Regions from separate parts of the Triticum aestivum genome. Here region 1 is linked to region 2. A link is a contact called in public HiCAR-type data. All regions are on one chromosome and are shown on one strand. The core of a region is the stretch at or near the end of the contact, and the rest is flanking DNA. Distances in the headings are between cores, read along the strand shown.

Region 1 (7,175 bases), core at 4,073-6,572, 450 kb before region 2:
TCGAACCTACTCCGGAATCTTAAAATAAAAAAATTCAAAGATAACCGCAGAAGAAATTACCGCCGTTTTTCTAAGGTAGTCCTACTTTCTTTAATTCAAAATTGCTGTTTGTTTCTGCATGCATACATAACAAGAAAATAAACAACTAAAAAAACAGCTGATGTAACGATCAATGACCTACAGGATTTCTTGAACGTTGGTCACACTTGCCTTGTCAGCACTATAGCTACTTTTTTCTACTCCTTTGCATTAAAATAATGGGCACGACACGCACACGATAGCACCAGAACTGATCCAAACACTAGTTCAAACATGATCTCACATTGACTTATGTTATGTGCTGATTTATATACTTGGCAAATGCAAGATCAACTGTGACTACATGGTCAATGTTGCTTGCGTGTTGAAGCAAGCTGATTGTTTTTTAGTACCAGAGGTGGAAATTAGCTGGTAAAAAGCCTAGTTAATAATTACAATAGAGCACCATGACAACAAAATATTTTGACTTTACAGACCCTTTGGAAACATTACATATCCTATTGTCTTACCATGTTGAATTTCTAACTTGTCGGCATTCCAACTGGTGCTTCATTTAATTTCTACTATTTTATGTGTTAACCAACAAACTACGTCCAGAAACTTAAATTACTATCCTCCTTTGTGCAGTGGACCCTATGTCAAGATTGATATGAAGTCTGGTGAAGTCGATGGGTACGACGCCGTTTTCTTGAGCCCTCACAAATTTGTTGGGGGGCCTGGCACGCCGGGCATCCTTTTGATGAACAAATCACTGTATAGGCTCAATTCTCAGCCTCCCTCGACGTGCGGAGGTGGCACAGTGGCCTATGTCAATGGCTTCAATGAGGAGGTGAGCAAACAAATTAAGTATCAGTGTCAAGTACTTCGTGTGATATGTGCGGTATTTGTGTTGTGTACCATATATAGTTCGTGGTATTGCTATAATTAATAATATAAATAACTAATGGTATGATATGTGCAGGATACATTGTACTACGATGATATCGAGGAGCGGGAGGATGCTGGCACACCGCCGATATTACAAAAGATCCGTGCATCACTTGCATTTTGGGTGAAGGAGTATGTTGGTTATGACACGATGGACCTTCGTGAGCGAGTGTTCTCAGAGGTGGCAATGAAAAGGCTTGCCCATAATCCAAATGTTAGGGTGCTAGGCAACACAAGTGCCCATCGTCTACCAATCTTCTCATTCCTAATCTACCCATCAGTGATCATGACAAAGAAGCCATTTGATGATTTTGGTGAGCCTGGCTGCGATAAACCATTGGAGACGATGAGACGCAAGCAACTACCCCTCCACGGTCGTTTTGTGACTAGGCTTTTGAACGATCTTTTTGGCATCCAGGCGAGGGGAGGTTGTGCTTGTGCAGGTCCCTATGGTCACATCTTGCTTGATGTCGACGACGAGCTCTCACTTCGCATTCGGTCTGCTGTCCTTGAGGTACCACAAACTTTAGAATGAATGGTCAAAACAGCCAGCTTGCTTGTTTTAGTACAAGGTACTAATGTTACTATTTGCCATCACAAAAATTTCAGGGTTACAGTGGACTGAAGCCAGGATGGACCAGGTTGAGCTTTAGTTACTACCTCTCCACGGAGGAGTTTAAATTCATACTTTCAGCCATCGAGTTCATAGCGACATATGGACACCGCTTCCTCTCTTTGTACAAATTCGACTGGATCACTGGCAACTGGACCTTTCGGAAACAGGCAGTCAAGTACCAGCTCATGAGGGAGGAATTGTCTCTTGGCATAGAACCATTGAAGCACGAAAATGAACAGCCAAAGCTTGCAGATAAGATGGACAAGCCTGAGGTCAATCATAAGAAGTTCCAAAGCTACTTGGAGAGTGCCAAGAAAATTGCACTATCCATGCCGGACATTAGTAATCAGATTGCCAGCATTCCAAAAGGGGTAGACCCTGCCTTAGTTCTTTTCCATATATAGAACTATAGATACATAATGTAACTTTGGTAGAGCATCTCGCCAGTTACCACTGTTAGTTTGTTCTTGATATCCGAGCATTAGCCCGAGTTGCGGTGATAAGCTGCCCTTTTAACACACTAGAAAAAAAATGTGTAAATAAGATGGATGACAATGTATGGAAATGTTGTTTTCTATATCAGAACAATTTTGTATGTGCTGGTCTATTTATTTCTCATTGTAAAACTAAAAAAGGCCTTTTTTTTGTTTTTATAAGAGAAGTAAAAGGCTATGTTTCGGTGTGTTTCACACGGTAACTCGAGATTTTCTTTCTTACGACGTAGTACCATTTTACCATTTTGCGGGGCAACATAATTTCGGCTAACTACATTGCACATAGTAAATGATGTCCTCAATCTACACTCTGTTGTACCAGCTGATTTAACTGTTTTGCTTCCAGACTCTGGACCAATAATGATAGTTGTGCCAACTGGCAGCTCGATTAATTACCAGTGTGCAATGATCGCGACCTAAGAATTCGCACTTCATGCTCGAAGGCTATCGAAATTTGATTTTGCATAGGCACCGCCGGCGCGATGGCCGGTCGATTTTCCGAATGGTCAAGCATGATAGTACATTGATAGATAAGCATGCACATTGATTCATGTGATCATTCAGAGCCAACTGAACAGCGACACGAACAAATTAATTGCGCTCTCCTTGCCGGAATGGACCTGAAACGGCGCATCCAAAGAATAAATCCCGGTGCATACAGCGAAAGGGATGTACTGTAGCAGGCATGTAGCAACGGAGCATCATCTCTGACAGCTTACGTTCATTGGTTAGCCGGAACGGCACTGTGGCGGACGCTGTCTGCACACTCCTCTGCCAGGCAAATGCGATATGAATTATGAATGCGACCGTGCTGCGGGTACAGGATGACAGAATGTGAGGTTTTTCCGGCAAAACGTTCAAGGGATGCGATAGTGATCGCATGCGGTACGGCGGTGCCAACCCCGTTTTTCTTCGCGTCCTTGCAGATTTCGCTGTCGCGCTGATCAATCTGAACCCCAGGAACAGTCGCGAGGGAATTTGTGAAGACCGCGACCCTCTGGCCGGCATCCCGCGTTCCTATTCCTGGAGGAATTGAGGAATTCCAGCCGGGTGCACGTTGGTCATAGAGGCATACGCACGCATGCACGCACGTACAAAGATTCTGGAGAAGTCGGAAGTGGATACCATTCTTGATAAAACAAAGGAGGGACGCGCAAAATCAGCACATATGACTAGTGATAGCGCAAGTAGTACTAAGATAAACTAAATCATTGGCATACCGACAAGTAAACAGGTCTTTTAGTTTGCAAACGAAGATTTTCAAATCCAGCCGGTCTACGCGGCGACGTACGGCGTATATACGACTGGTGAATCGGGGAAGAACGTGTAGCTAGGACGTCGCCATGTCACCTGTCAGCAAGATATGGCATGTGGATTGCGCTGCACAGTACCTGTATTCTTCCAGAGAAATTAATTGATTAATTAGCATGCGTGTGACCGTCGTGGCATGTTCCTGCAACTGCCAGAATGTTCTTTTTCTTGGGCTCTTGGCGTGTGGTTCATTTTCTGATCTACCATATATTCAGAAAAAAGTTGTTTTTGACTGACAATGTTGATTGGAAGTTGCCTCAAGGAAGCACGGCACATCCTGCTCTGTTGATAATTGTTCGTTTCATTAGAGCATCTATAGGCACCCCAACTCATCTCAAACACCTGGACGGACGGCACAGTCATTGGCCGGCCAAAAAAACTGACCCAAGTGGGCGCCTTAAACCGGCTTCAAACGCTTGACTGTCCGGCGCCTCTCATATCCCACCCAAATATAGGGCCGATATTGACAGTATGGGCCTGTCCGCCATGTTAGCTCAGCCCACCCCGATCCCACTCCGTCCCCACAAAAACCACCAATCCACCCCAACCCGAAAACCATAGCTCAGTTCACTCCGCTCTCGCTTTGTCTCTTCTTCTCCACCTACTTTGATTTCTCTGATTCTGATCCACTCCGACAACTCCGACAACCATGTCGAGCGCTGGCAGCCGCTCCGACTCCGACCTCGACGTCGACGAGGAGTTAGCCCTTAGCATTGCCCTCACGAGGTCAAAGGTGGACACAGGGGGCATTTTCAGATCTGCCGCCTCGCCTCTCCCCCGCCGACGCGGTGCGGACGCTGGAGCTGGGCTATCCCAGCCCGCGCGCAGCTCTGCGAGGGTTGGGCAGTCTGCACTGCAGTCCCCACTGCAGTCCCCTATCACGTCGGCTGCTGCTCCGCAAGGGCGGCGGTGGGTGCTTATGCCCGTCCCGTCCGCTCGGACGCGCACGCTGGAATCAGAGGCACCCGCTGCCCGCCGTGAGAGGCAGCATGCAAGGGAGAGGGACGCGACAGAGCAATTCATGCACCGTCGCCGTGGGTTGCCGGCGGAGCCCGACGAGAACGAGCGCTTCTCGCTTGGGTCTACCGCCGGTCGCTTACGACGGCGGAGACAAACGCTCAGCGGCTCCGCCGGAAGAACGCAAAGGCGCTCTGGCTTGCCATTGAGCAGTCGGAGCGCGAGGCGGCGGAGGCAGCGGCTTGGGTGGCGAAGCTCAAGCGGCAGCAAGACATGGTAGTCCAGTGGCTCAAAGGGCTCATCATCCTCTCCGACTCCTTCGACAACGGCGACGACCACGGCGCCTCCTCCAACGACTCAGACGATCCTCCACCGGCCGTCGGCGCCTACAGCTACGTCATCGACCAGAAGAGGAAAGGGCCAGCAAGGAAGTGGTGAAAATCCGTCTTCTCCACTTTAATTTCAAGTTTTTTTTGACTAGGAAATTTAATTTCTAGTTTTTAGATGTAGTTTAAACTTGGCCGTCGTTTATGTGCATTATGTAAACTTTGGCGGTCTTTTAAAGATCCGGTGGTGATCTTTTGGTGAACGGATTATGCATTTCTATGTCTGATTTTATGTCTCATTTCATGATCTACATAGTTTTATCCACGTTGCATGGTTTAGTATGGATATAGAGGATCGGATATGAGATACACGGATGTGGAAGACCCAATTTGAGGACTGGTCGGTCAGTCGCGTCCGCAGGCATTTGAGAGCCCAGATTTCCGGCTGTAGATTCTCTTATTTACTCAGATTTTATGTGCAAAGCCAAAGCCAAAAGTAAAAAAGAAATGATTTTCCATTCGAGCCAGGCACGGCAGAAAACAAACAGGGCAAAGGTGAGATGTTTGGTCTCAACCCTCAAACCCTCCTGGCCACTCATCCCCTGCGGCCCACAGCAGCCCGCGGAGTATGTATGATGAAGATGAACCGAACAAAAGAGAGATAATTCTCTCCAGGCAAAACCAGAAGCAGCAGTTCCCAAGAACAACAGGCAGAGCCGAATCACACAGAAGGAAGACTTCTAGCTAGCAGAGATGAGCAGCTTGGCCCTCTTCTTGCCAAGCTCCTCCTCCTCTCTGTTCCTTACAAAGCAGGTTCACCCTACCAAGGGGAGGGCGCCTGCGGTTGTGAGGTGCAGCGGTGGGCCCACCCTGTCAGGATCGCATGAGGAGGAAGAGAGAGAGGGGGTGATGGTGGCCTTGGTAGGGAGGAGAAATGCACTGGCCTCTGCAGCAGCAGCTTGTGGAGTTTCGGTGCTTGGTTTTGCAGGCAATGGCCTGGCGGCGGCCAAGCAGGGCCCGCTGGCAGGGAGGATCCCTGGGCTCTCTGGCCCTGATCAGAATGGTTGGTTCTTACTTGCTGCCATCTTCATCTGTTAATTCCATGTGATATGTTCTTGGTAGTTCAACTTAGAGCAGATCAGACTTCAGATACGCCTTTCATATTCTCGTGGTGCATGTCGTAAGGATGTAATTTGTTCAGATAGGTTGGAAAACATACCGCAGGCCGGATGAAAAGTCTGGTGGCCACGGAGTCGGCTGGAGCCCGATCATCCCGTACAGCTTCAAAGTTCCTGATGGCTGGGAAGAGGTGAGAACTGGAGCTACTGGCAGAAATTTAGCTTTCAAAACATAGTCAGTCACACACTTTCTGATCCAAAAGATGTGTTCTGATTTAGACACCAGTGTCGATTGCTGATCTCGGTGGCACAGAGATCGACCTGCGGTTCGGAAACCCCAAGGAGGGCCGACTATCTGTCATCGTAGCGCCCACTCGTAGGTTTGCAGGTGAGCCCTGAACAAACTGTTCTTTCCTGGCATATTTTGTAGCGTGGTAACTGTCTCATGGTACTGACTATCATGCTGAAACTGCCAAGATGACCTTGACGATGCAACGATCGAGAAGATCGGCACGCCGGAGAAGGTGATCAACGCCTTTGGACCGGAGGTCATCGGCGAGAATGTGGAAGGGAAGGTTTTGTCCACAGCCACAGCAGAGTATTCCGGAAGAACTTACTACCAGTTCGAGCTGGAACCACCCCATATCTTCATCACAGCTACGGCTGCTGGGAATAGGCTCTACCTGTTCAGCGTCACTGCAAACGGTGAAATAACTGTCCTTATCACTATATGGTGCTGATTTCTATGGTCACTTTTCTCATCTTGGAAAGGAATTATGTATTTTTGCAGGGCTACAATGGAAAAGGCATTACAAGGATCTGAAGCAAATAGCAGAATCATTCCGCGTAGTCTAGGGTGGTTCCATTGGGTTCGTTCATCACGTAATCTGTTTTATTATTAGAGAAGATGAGGGATGCCGTTATGTAAAGGGAGGGTAAGTACACATCATTTGTAACGATGATTATCTAGCTGAAGAAATTGAACATTGTATGTAAGCTTCCTCTTCTAGTTACAGATAGAATTCAGACCTAAAGGCGCCTTCAGGGCGCATATAACAACTTCCAGACCTGAATGCATAAATGCATGTTTGAAGTTTCCTTGGCTGTAGCCTACATGTCTAATCCATGACTGGCAGTGAACTGATAGACTGATACATGTAGAGTTGTTTCACTACACTTGCCGGCCTCCATATAGGGTTCTTAGATCTAGATCAGCGAAAGAATGACGCCCTTGCCTGACTTGTGTGAAGGCATCATGGAGTATGAGTGTGATTTCAACTTTCAATGCGTCACTAGAGCTCCAGTGGCCGAACTGAAACACCTAATATAGGCTGAGCAGCTGAGTATATGTGACAGCATGTAGTGCAAATAAGAACAGTTCAAAGTT
Region 2 (6,842 bases), core at 154-2,653:
AGGAGCCTGACTAAGTTGCGATGTTGTGACCCCCGTCCGTGTGAAAGTATAGGAGGCGTTTGAGGAGCCCGACTATAAATGCTCATAATATATGGTTCCGAACGGTGGTGTTTGGCAAAATAGAAGGACGTTTGTCTAAAAATCTGTTATTTTATATAGTAGGTTGTACAGAAATCTTTCATGGGTCTCGAGTGTTTTTTTAGGCAAACCTCGAGTGTTAAAATTCCCGTGGTAAACAGTTTGTCATGCCGAATAATTTGTATTCACTGATGTACAGCTGGTTGACCACAAATCGTGATACATTTTCTCCTCGAAAAAATAGGACCCTATAGTCGGCGACAGTTCACCAAGTAGGGTTACATTTGCGACCCCCAAATGACGTGTTATTTGTGTTGGGTGAGTTTGGGTAGCATTTTGCGAAACTACAATGATAGTTTGTTTAATTTGGAGGGAGGTTTTGAGAGCGTTCGTCGGGGTTGGCCCCTGGCGAAACGTTCAGCGGATAATGGGCCTGTTTGATTCTAGAACTAGCATTGTCATACTTTGCCACACATTTTTGCCAAGCTTGCCTAAGGTTAGTTTATCAAAATGAAAGACACAAGTTGACAAGCCTAAGGGGATTTTGCCACACTTTTTGTGTGTATGCCATGTGGGGTCCAAGTATGGCTTGCCTAAGGTGTGGCTTGAACCAAACATTCATCTAAGTTGGTCAAACTTGCCTAACCTTAATTGTGGCAAGCTATGGCTAAGTTAGTCACAAATCAAACAGCCCCAACATTTCCCACAGAATAATCTTGATACGCTTTTGAGTGGTGGAAGTATTGTCCAGAGTTTTTGGCTCGAGGAGTTAAAATTCCCGCGGTAAACAGATTCCAGGCTTGTTCGTAGAGGAAAACAAGTCGCACATGCCCGTCTAGTCACGAAACTTCAAAACCACGCCGAGCAATTATTGGGCATCCGAATCTTCAAAGCCAACCGCCCGTCGAGTCAGCCAGAACGTGGCCCCGATCCCGGCCCCGACAGGTGGGCCCCACCTGTCCACCCCCGGAAGCAGTCCGAACCTCACAGAAGCGCCCCAACCCCGAGAGGCCTCCCCGCGCCCGGTCCACCGTGAGCCGGAGGCACCACAGCCGCGAATCCCACGCGCCCCCAGCTGTCAATCCCAACGCGCTGCGGAAACCGTCGGAACCTCAGAGAAGCACGTGACAGTCCTCCACCAGCCTCTCCCACGTAGACCCGGCGCACCGTGGATGCTCGCTCACAGCCGCGAATCCCACCCCGGCGCGGGCCCCGCGCCGCGTCCACCCGGCTCACGGGCCTCCGCGCGGGCCGGGTCCTTCCGTGGCGGCCACGGGAGCCCGCCTCCGCTTAGCGGAGCTATAAATAGCGGGCCGGGGCGAGGGTTCCTTCCTCAGCCGCACGCAAACTCGTTGCACAAGAATTCCTCCCACCCCCACCGTCTCGCCGCCGCCACCACCGCCGCAGCTAGATAAGAAGAAAAAAAGAGAGAGAAGAACTCGTCGGGAGGGCTCGAGATCTGTGTCGGGAGAGAGGGAATTCTTGAGATCGGAATCGGAACAAGCGGGCGCGCTCGGGATCGGGGTTACCATACAATTTTTCCCAGGAACCTGTAAGTTTCTTCGGCCAACCCAAATAATTCCCCATCCTTATTATGCCGCGGTAGTCTGTGGATCTCTGGCTTCTAGGTCATGTTGCTGTGCTCCTTTTACCGTATGATTATGTGCGCTAGTTTCTGTAGGAGAATTGATCCTTGGTATAGTAGTTTGCATCTGGATCTGGGACGTTTTCTTTTAGATATGCTCATATGCCTGGTTGCTTGTAGTTACTATTGTTTTGCTAGAGGAAGTCGAAATCCAGCGTCGAAAAGCTTTTGAAATTAAATTGTGCAAAATTAATTTTAATCTTGAATCTGCTCCTATCATCAAGTCACTTAAGTTCCGTATGGCGCTTGTTCGTTGTTCGATTTTACAATATGATGTCCGGCATGTTATGTTAACCATCGAATAATTGATATTAACAAGAAAATAACTGCATAGAAACGTTTTCATAGTTATCTAGCCATGAAAGTTTGCTAGAACCTGCTGTCTAACCCCTCTTTTCTCGTTTCGCAGTTAGTGAATGTGCTAATGGAGTCAAAGGGTGGCAAAAAGTCTAGCAGTAGTAGTTCCCTGATGTACGAAGCACCCCTCGGCTACAGCATTGAAGACGTTCGACCTGCTGGAGGCGCCAAGAAGTTCTCTGCTGCATACTCGAACGTAAGGATCACGGACGAAACATCAGAGTCTCACTTCTGTTCAAACATTTTATCTCCAGATTTGTTGCTAACCATGTGAATTTGTTTCCTGCAGTGCGCGAAGAAGCCATCCTGATATCGTTTTTGGCATCCCCTTCTCGTAGTTTAGGATTTTTATGCAATTTTATTCTGACTCTTTTCTCCCACCAATCTCTCTGGCTTGCTGCTTCACGATAATCGACCAGTTCTCTAGTCTTTCTCCCTCTGTTCCTCTCTGCTCTGCTCTCTGACTCGAACTGCAACAATGGCTGCCCCGACCTCTGCGATCGGGTTTGAGGGCTACGAGAAGCGCCTCGAGATCACCTTCTCCGAGGCATCAATCTTTGCCGACCCTCATGGTCGTGGCCTGCGCGCCCTCTCCAGGGCCCAGATTGACTCTGTTCTTGATCTTGCACGGTGCACCATTGTGTCCGAGCTCTCCAACAAGGACTTCGACTCCTATGTGCTATCTGAGTCGAGCCTGTTCATCTACTCTCAGAAGATTGTGATCAAGACCTGTGGGACTACCATGCTCCTGCTCACCATTCCTAGGATTCTTGAGCTTGCTGAAGAGCTGTGCATGCCGCTTGCTGCCGTGAAGTACTCTCGTGGGATGTTCATCTTCCCCGGCGCACAGCCTGCTCCCCACAGGAGCTTCTCTGAGGAGGTTGATGTCCTGAACCGCTACTTCGGCCACCTGAAGTCTGGCGGCAATGCTTATGTGATCGGAGACCCAGCGAAGCCTGGCCAGAAGTGGCACATCTACTATGCCACCGAGCAACCTGAGCAGCCCATGGTCACCCTGGAGATGTGCATGACTGGGCTGGACAAGAAGAAGGCCTCTGTCTTCTTCAAGACTCAAGCTGATAGCCACGTTTCCTGCGCCAAGGAGATGACCAAGCTCTCTGGTATCTCCGACATCATTCCCGAGATGGAGGTCTGTGACTTCGACTTCGAGCCCTGCGGCTACTCCATGAACGCCATCAACGGATCTGCCGTCTCCACCATCCATGTGACCCCCGAGGACGGCTTCAGCTATGCGAGCTACGAGGTCATGGGCATGGACGCCTCCGCCCTGGCCTACGGCGACATCGTCAAGAGGGTCCTCCGGTGCTTTGGCCCTTCAGAGTTCTCTGCGGCGGTCACCATCTTTGGTGGCCGCGGCCACGCCGCCACCTGGGGCAAGAAGCTCGACGCCGAGGCATACGACTGCAACAACGTTGTGGAGCAGGAGCTCCCCTGTGGAGGCGTCCTCATCTACCAGAGCTTTACCGTGAACGAAGAGGTTGCTGTCTCTGCCGGGTCGCCCAGGTCCGTCTTCCACTGCTTCGAGGCCGAGAGTGTGCACAGCCACCCTCTGGTCAAGGAAGGCAAGCTCGCCAACCTCCTCGCATGGCGGGCGGAGGAGGATTCTCTGGAAGAGGGCGCGGTGCTGTGCGAGTGAAGACATGATTTGCTGTCGCTATTCCATCTGTGGAATTTGTTCTGACTGTCAGTTTGTCGTTTGGTTACTGTGAAGCAGCCGGCCAGGCTATTGCTCTCTGAATAAACTATTAGCTCTAGGTGGTTTGCTGCGTCTGCCACAATGAGCGTACTTCTGGGGAAAAGCTGTCTCGAACTTATAAATAAGCATTATTTTTCCTATAACGAGTGTCATTTTGTTATAATTAGTGTTACTCTGTGCCAAGTTGCAGTGTGTTGACAAGCGACCAGTGTGCTCATTTCCCCTGGCCTATCTTCTGATCATCTCGTACGCGCAGGAATAAACTACTGCGCGAGGAATACAAGCACGAATTGATTCTTTTCTTCGATTGAAGAGAACTATTTGATTCTTCATCCTTATCTTCCTTGTTTCTGATCCTATCTTCTGCATTTCTGATTCGTGCAACCACTCCAATAATTCATTCAAGGTGTCAGTGCCGGCCTCGTGAGTTATTGGGTGTAGTAGTAACGTTTTTCGTTTCGTTCTTTTGACAACGGAGGTTCGGTCGTATGTAATCTTGGGCGTAAAAAGTGAAAGAGCAATCCAAGTTGTTGCGTATCTAATCTTTTGGAATGCAAAGATTGATGGATGATGGCGTGACCCGTCGCCAAGATATGCGCGAGGGCGACGGCTCCCCGAACGATTGTCGGGTACCGATCGTTTTATCACGTGATGACGACTGTATTTAGGCTTGCCGATATGCGCCGTTTCCTTTGCGCCGACTCTCATCGTCCAAAGCAAAGCAACTTTTTACAACCAAGCCGCCTTGTTTCTCGCCGGCTCCCTTTTCGCTTTAAAAAAGCGAACAAAAAAGGCCGGCCGTCTTGTAGTAGTATTATTGAGCACCGCACGGGGGAGGGAGGCATCTCCCATGGCATATGCGACAGTTTCTTCTTCACCAGCCAAAGAAATTTCTCTCTTTCATCTCCTCTCGTTTTCATTTGCAGAAACGTACGCGGCTGATGTTTTGCCTCTGGTACGTGCTGTCGCTGTTTTCACCGAGAATTTGCATTGTGATGATGATGTGATCCCACCAGGAGTTCGCCGATGCTTTACTTGGCCGGCCGCCATGATATGCTGCGTCCACAAGATGGCCGCGGAATATGTTCGCCGTCCTCCCAACCGCAGAGAGAAAGAGCGAGAGAGATTCCACAACCTCCTTGCAAGCGCATCAAATTCCAGAACGCATTGACCGACGCCGAGACATGCTCCGACGCGAAATTCCTTCTGGGCCGCAGCCACCCCTTCGTTGCCAAGAAACGTGGAGTCTCCCCTGTCCAGCCTCCAGAAAGCCGTCCCGGCCGGACGCGTGTAGTGTGGATAGATAGATGCACCGAGCTGAACTCCGGTCTCGTCTTCTCCACGTACGTTGGACCGGGAATCAGGGGTTGCGTGGCTGAGCCGGGGATCGAGTGCTTGGCTCGCACGCACCGCCGATGGCACAGACCGGAGGCAAGTGGCCAGGAACAAGGCGGGCGGCGTCTGCTAGCCCGGAAGTTGCCTGCAAGTTTCGCTCCACGAGTCCGTGATGAGTGGACGTGGAATCCGAATCTCCATTATCACGCACCGGCTTCTCGTATGCTACGCGTTTTTTCTTGCTCAACATGCTACAGTATGCAACTGTTTGATTCGGCGGGGCTTTGCTTTGGCGCTGCTTCAATTCTATCCGAGGGGGTGGTTTTCATGCTATATACTTCCTCCATTTCTAAATAGTTGTTTTTCTAAAGGTTTTAAATGATGACTACATATGAAACAAAATGAGTGAATCTACGCTCTAAAATATGTCTATATACTTATATCCGTATGTGATGACCATTTGAAATCTCTAGAAAGACAAAAAATTTAAGAACGGAGGGAGTATGTTTTGGGGAGGAAATCGCATAAACCACCAACCATTGGTGTTGGGTTTACACGGTTACACCAAAGCACATACTACTTTACGGTTTGTTGCACGGAAAATCGTAAATTGCAACTGGGGCTAATTTGGCATTTAAGTACGTTGATGTGGTTTTTTACGAGTTGGCCCCGCTTGCAAATGCGCACATGGCAAACAAAATCGGCCACATCAGCCAGGAGGTAAAACTAACGCACCTCCGATCATAGTTTTGATTGGCCCGTTCATTTTTTTGACTTGAAATTCCATATTTTCAGGAAAATACAAGAAAATTTCAGTAAATCACACATGTATCCAGTACCATTCTAGAAAACGCAACTTATTTAGACCAACTGCTGGGTAGATATTAGAATTTTTAGTTGTTCAGAATTTGACATTAAAAAAAAGGCTCAAAAATCTAGTAAACCATTTATTTAGCCAGCATTAATCTAGGAATATTTCATTTCGACTAGATGTCCGGGAGATATCAACAATTTTAGTTAGCTCATTCAATTTTTTCATTCAAAATTTTACATTTATGAAAAGTTTGGATTTTCTTTAGTAAAGCATATGTGCACCCACTACTAATCTGGAAATATTTAAGCTTAGTTGGACCAAACGTTTGCGAGATATTGAGAGTTATAGTTGAAACGTTGTTGTGGCTGTTTTTTCACGGGTGCACTTAAAAGTGGGGCCCATCCATCAGAAATCACATCAACATATCTAAACCGTAGATTAGACCTAACTACAATGAATTACACCTATGTGTGGTGTTCCGTGCAGCAAAATCCGTGGAGTAGATGTTTCGTGCAAAATCAGCACCCAAAGTTGGTGGTTTGTGCAATTCCCTCGAGTATGTTAAGGCAACCTAAATGCGCCTCAAGCAACTGTTGATGGAATGTCACCAAATCCCCACTACAAGCGGCATTCCATGATGTTTGGCTTGATGCTAGCCTATTGGCTAGCAATTGATGGGTTGTCAACTTTTGTTGCCAACGTTACATAAACTTGCCAAATTTTAGATAAATCTTAGCGTTAGCATCATTTTTTTGCTTGTGAACACATTTGTTGGCCAAGTTTTTATACCAAACCATGCATGCCCTATTTTTTCTAACCAAAGCCTTTAGGGTCTTATTAGTTAATTAAGTTGAAAATTGCCTCGTTAATTGGCCGAGAGTCGGGGCAAAAATCAG

The links. HiCAR-type assays count read pairs that join an accessible place to other places.
Region 1: a contact with region 2 is called in a HiCAR-type map of leaf, with 3 times the contacts expected there. The contact joins the promoter of LOC123189673 here to the promoter of LOC543372 in region 2. A contact is called at or near these places in 3 of 5 Hi-C or Micro-C datasets (leaf and an unstated tissue) and 1 of 1 datasets of contacts at active chromatin or transcription factors (leaf).

Annotation. Positions count from the first base shown.
Region 1 is chr2A:602,335,393-602,342,567 of IWGSC CS RefSeq v2.1, reverse strand. It overlaps LOC123189673 (psbP domain-containing protein 4, chloroplastic), which reads left to right and starts at 5,322. Exons shown (of 5, transcript XM_044602143.1): 1 at 5,322-5,733; 2 at 5,876-5,979; 3 at 6,068-6,176; 4 at 6,266-6,493; 5 at 6,579-6,896. The coding sequence starts at 5,424. The coding sequence ends at 6,643. LOC123189672 (O-fucosyltransferase 38) reads right to left here. Exons shown (of 12, transcript XM_044602142.1): 12 at 6,729-7,100. LOC123185673 (probable cysteine desulfurase) reads left to right here. Exons shown (of 4, transcript XM_044597515.1): 2 at 667-868; 3 at 1,001-1,480; 4 at 1,576-2,177. The coding sequence ends at 1,986.
Region 2 is chr2A:601,883,315-601,890,156 of IWGSC CS RefSeq v2.1, reverse strand. It overlaps LOC543372 (S-adenosylmethionine decarboxylase proenzyme), which reads left to right and starts at 1,403. Exons shown (of 3, transcript XM_044602140.1): 1 at 1,403-1,630; 2 at 2,133-2,276; 3 at 2,370-3,937. The coding sequence starts at 2,559. The coding sequence ends at 3,737.